Regions from separate parts of the Gossypium hirsutum genome. Here region 2 is linked to region 1. Evidence: chromatin contacts called from public Hi-C data. All regions are on one chromosome and are shown on one strand. The core of a region is the stretch at or near the end of the contact, and the rest is flanking DNA. Distances in the headings are between cores, read along the strand shown.

What was found. A called contact is a pair of places that touch in the nucleus more often than the background predicts.
Region 2: a Hi-C map of leaf shows a contact between it and region 1, with 1.9 times the contacts expected there. The contact joins the promoter of LOC107916706 here to the promoter of LOC107894983 in region 1. A contact is called at or near these places in 3 of 34 Hi-C or Micro-C datasets (all in leaf).

What each region holds. Positions count from the first base shown.
Region 1 is chrA01:103,164,216-103,166,915 of Gossypium_hirsutum_v2.1, forward strand. It overlaps LOC107894983 (F-box protein At1g67340), which reads left to right and starts at 1,434. Exons shown (of 4, transcript XM_041112087.1): 1 at 1,434-1,607; 2 at 1,723-2,103; 3 at 2,194-2,356; 4 at 2,532-2,700. The coding sequence starts at 1,862.
Region 2 is chrA01:104,147,175-104,149,874 of Gossypium_hirsutum_v2.1, forward strand. LOC107916706 (triosephosphate isomerase, chloroplastic) reads right to left here and starts at 1,431. Exons shown (of 9, transcript XM_016846056.2): 1 at 1,088-1,431; 2 at 710-736; 3 at 10-79. The coding sequence starts at 1,258.

The sequences.
Region 1 (2,700 bases), core at 184-2,683:
TATAAAGGTGAATTAATTAATGTTGAATTAATCGATTTGTGAAACATAAGAAAAAATCTATTTATTTAAAATTTTGGTGGCTCAATAAAATATTACAGTAAAATTAGAGTTATAAAAGTAAATATTGTAAAATTTAAGGGATAATATTGTATAGAGTTTAAATCATTTAAGACTCTCATTTTGTAGATAGACACTAACTTCAGTTATTGATATAACTCAATCTGTATCGTTGGATTTGAGGGAACTTGATCATAAATAGGGATATTTACTTCATTTGTAATAATTTCATTCATAGTTATTGAATATATTTGAGAGCATTTACTTAAACATTTTATTTGCATTATTTTTTTGTGGCTTTTTAGTTTTTTTGTTGCTCATTCGCTTTAAGTTTGTTTCCGCTTTATTTCGATATTTTGGAGAAAAATTTTGAAAGTAAGTCTAATTTAAACAAATTTGAAAATAATAAATTGCCAATACCATACGAGTTATGAGACTAAAAATCTAATCTCGTAAAATAAACACATGATTGAAGGTGAAATTTAATAGAATGTTTTAAGTTCAAGAAGAAATTAATCTATTTAGTATAAAAGTGACGATTTAATTTTGAAGCAAGTAAAGTGATTTTTTAAAGATAAAGTAAAGAGATATCTTAAACGCTGATATCCTTGGACGCTAAAAACTACTTATTTATCATGTTTTAAATTGCATTATTATGGTTATAGTTTAAAAAAATAAAAAAATAATTTATATAGATCATAAAACCAACTTTATCCAAAAATTATCACAGTTGATAAGTAACTATGTAAAATTAAAATTGCTTGATTTTATAATAAAATCTACTTTTTTGCTAAATTTATAGTACAGGGATCCGTTCAAACTTTACCATTATTACTTGGTCTCTTATAAAACTTCAGGGGTAACTGGTAAAAGTAAAACAAGTAGTGGTAGGGTTGAAGTAAGATTGAGATTTTACTTCTGTTTTAGTTAATTAAAAGGGCAAAGACGGAAAAAAGAAACTTGGAAATAAATGGGCAAGTAATAAAACAAAGGAAGAGTAACTGAACATTTGTTCGTGCTGATTCATACGTTTGACCTCCTTATAGTCGTAGAACCCTGAGTTTGTAAACAAGATGGAAGGTTTCCCCCATCCGCAGCCAAAGAGCGTGGCAATCACTTTCGAACCAAGATCCCAAAACGGTCGGCGGTGTTCACGCGCCGGAATTACGTTGATTAATTTCTTTTTAAACAATAGCAAAACTGAATTACAGAAAAATAACCGAAGTTAGTTGTTTTACTTGCAACAAATTTAACCGCTTTCAAAACAAACCCACAAGCATTTTTCTTTCACCTGCACCAATTAATAAATATATAAGAGATGATAAGGTAAATCCATTTCTTTTTACCTCTCTTAGCTACCTCTTTCATATGTCTTCTTCAAGTTCAGGTAAAAAAAAAAGAAGGGATAAAAACAGTGCTCAGAGTTTTTTTTTCCCTTGATTTCATCAGTATTAAACCCGATGACGAAACAGAGGATCTGGGTCAACGGAGTTTGACCGTAGAAACTATTACTGTCCAGGGTTAAGAATGTAATTAAGCGTACCAAACAGGTGTTTCACTGTTTATTTAATATTTTTATTTGATTCGGTTCTGTCCTCGTTGTTGTTTTTATTTGATCTCTTCCTTTTAAGGCTTTGTTTGTGTCTCCCCATTCTTTTATATAAGGTTCCAGTTTTTATGTCTCTCGAGCCGCTAAGGGAAAGAAAAGAAGATCGAGAAAGTAAAAGGCTGATGATGAATGCACAGATTTTAAGATCATCTGGGTAGATTGATTTCCGATGTAGTGATAGAGAACGAGAGAGAAATGAGAACAAGGAGAGGGATTTCTTACCCCAGAGCCCATGTTTGTTTAGATGACATAGTTTTTGAAAGGAGGGATTTCGCCGGTGATAATATGGCTTGCCGGAAACGGCGAAGACTCTCGCCGGGTATTGCCGGAAAGAGAGATTTCTTTGATGTTTTGCCCGATGATCTTGTCATTTCTATTCTCTCCAAACTAAGCTCTACCGCGGCTTGCCCTTCCGATTTCGCCAACGTTTTGATTGTGTACGTCGACTTGCTTGTTTCTGAGGGGAAAGTTTGGGTTTTATTCATTTATTTTTCTTACTAATTTTTATTTATTTGTTTGTTAAACAGATGCAAGAGATTGAATAGTTTAGCAGTTCGTCCTCTGGTATTGTCCAAAGCCTCTCCAAAAATGTTTGCCATTAAAGCCAAAAGCTGGTCGGAGTCAGCTCACAGGTTCTTGAAGAACTGCGCTGATGCCGGAAATGCTGAAGCTTGTTACACGCTCGGCATGGTGAATTTCTGAAAAAGAATATATTTTTATTTTACTGCCCGATACTTTTTTTTTGGTTACTAAAATTTATTAAGTTTATATACTTTTTTTTTGGTTACTAAAATTTATTAAGTTTATATTCAAGAACAATAATATAAACATTCTCTAACGAGTTAACTGTTATGATTTGCAACAGATTCTTTTCTACTGCTTAGAAAATCGAGGGAGTGGAGCCTCTCTTATGGCTAAGGCGGCGATTAGCTCCCACGCGCCAGCGCTTTACTCCTTAGCTGTGATTCAATTCAATGGCAGCGGCGGTTCCAAAAACGACAAGGATCTTAGAGCCGGTGTGGCCTTGTGCGCTC
Region 2 (2,700 bases), core at 181-2,680, 980 kb after region 1:
GTAAATTACCAACATCACTCTCCAACTTTGCGCTGTTCAGGTCAGAAACAAGCTTCGTGGTGGAGTCTTTTGTTCCATTCTACAAGAACAAAATGCACGTCATCAATAAGGGAAAATAAACAAGAGAATGAATGTCATAGATAGGCAACTGTTGCTGCATACGAATAGAGCCCAACAATTACAGTGTGAAATCATACTGACAGGAAAAAAAACACAAAAAAATATAATAACGAAATGAGTTAAGTGCATGGCGATCTCAAAGAACCTCAATATACAAAGAGACAGGTTTAATCCATTGGAAGATGTACAAAATTAACAATAAAAACAGAGCATTTTGATATACAGTAATAGAATGGCAAAAATTAAAATGAGGAGAGGGAGCGAAAAGAAAAGAAATCTGAACCGACCTGAAAACACAACACTTGATTCAAAATTGCAAAAGTCTACACAGCTAGGGACACAACAAACTTAAGAGACAAGTATTAGCTTGGAAGAAGATTCCACATCAATAAACTTTAAAGGAAGACCAAAAACCAAACCGAAAAAACACTTCAAAAGTGTTGGTCCGGTAACACGTAGGTACTAAAAAACATAAAACAGAGCCACGCATGATATTTGACACAAACCACTGAGATTGGAAGCACACCAAGAATGGACATAGAGATTAGAGAACATAGACAACATAATATCTGAGATAAAGGGTTCTTACACATTTCCAGTTACCCCCAACAAAGAACTGCAAGTAAAAGGAAAAAGATTCATTAATAAACACCGAGAAAGAGGAAAAAAGGACTATTATTAAATCTACTACCGCAGAAGTCAAACTGCATTTAGAAGCACCTAAGGAGAAAGAAACTAAATAGTTTATCCCACCCTTTCTAGTTTCAATAGCAATCCATCTATATTACATTTAACTCCTCAAATTGCTGTCACGAGTCAATCAAACACCAATTCAGTTGAAAAATGACTGAAAAAATCATTGTTTACCGTTTCAACTAAAACATCATAGGAGTCTTCTTATACGTTATACATTTAATTTCCTGAAAACGGAAGAAAGATTTACATAAAAAAAAATAGTGGAGGATACCTTCCCAGAGCCGGACATGGCAATAACAGCTCTGCAAGGTTTGGGAGAAGAAGGGAGACGGGCTTGAGAGCTGAAGTGTTGAAGGAAAGATTGACATGGTGCATTGTGTAAGTTGGGAGATGATCGGCGAAGCCCACTGAAGTGAGGGCAATATGTAGATACCATTGACATATCTAATCGGAGCTGTTTCTTGAGTTCTTCGGTGGTGCTGGGTGTAGGTGAGGCGAGGAACTTTTGCTGGGTTTAATTGTATGTGTTAAAGTCGCAGGGTTGTCAAGAATGGAGATAATATGCACTCACGCGCCTTCCATAGTGTCAAAGGCACGCTCCAGCAGGAGGTTGTTGGTATGGGGCTAGTTTTTAAAAATGTTAATTTATTCAAATATGTTAGAAAAAAAATTGAGAAAGTAGGTTGATTTTGTAAAATTTTAATGATCTATGTTATTTTTTTCTTTGTAAACACGTATTATAAGGAGCTTTTTCAGTGTCGCATTAGTGAAAATTTGTCATGTAAGATGTGTTTGAGAAAAGAAAAAAATGCCTCTTAAATTATTATTTTTTTTGGTTGAAATTTAAAAGTTTGCAAATTTATTTTTGTCCGTGTTTAAGATAGACTTGGTTATAGTTTTAAAGAATGTTTGAATTTACAGTAGTGTCGAAGAGCTGAGTGACCTACAAATTTCATTTGCCATGTGAGTATGGAGCCATCACTCGGGAAGTCAGATCACTTTACAACTCAAAGTTCCAGTTGACAGTGATTATACGGTCTGAGGTTGAAGCGTAACTAAGGCTTCAAGTTTACAAAGGTTATGCTGTATTGGGGTGACCCCATTATTATAACCTGTGACAACATTGGGGTGTAACAAGTTATACTAACAAAGTCACTACCTTTGGTGCCGCATACTATATGTTTTTCCTCGCACTTATGTTTTGAGTTTTATAAAGAAGCATACTCTTTTGATGAGAAGACTCGTTGTTGTGCCCGCATTAGCACAATTAACTACGACCTCTTTATGCTCCATCCCTTGACAGCATAACCTTTGTAAGCTTGAAGCCTTAGTTACACTTCAAACCGAGACGGTATAATCACCACAAACTTGAACCTCGAGTTGCAAAGTGTTCTTGGACGATGGCGTCATACTCACACAACAGGTAAATTTGTAGGGTACCAAGCTCCACGGCACCACTATGAACCCAAACACAACTTAAAACTATAACTACTTCTCCCTCAAAGCGAGAGAGAAAATAAATCTTTAAACTTGAGTATTTCAACACGCAACAAGAAGAAGAAACAATTTAGAGGAGATTGAGATGTGGTGAGTAGAGGATGAAGAATGATTGTTTATATAAGGGATGGGCGGGGTGTAAAAGGAAAAAAATTTATCTCAGGAATCCTAAGTTTTAGGGCTCAAAAACAATAAACGTTTCTCTCTGGCCATTTCAACCACAAAATTTAATTGCTTCTGAGCCCCTACAACCTGGGATTCCCGGGATAAACTTGATCAAGTAAAATATAGAAATCACATATGTAGAATTCACACGCCAAAGTTAATATTAATTATTGAAGTGTAGAAGAGCTAATTAAAACACTAACTCATTGGAACAACGGAAAT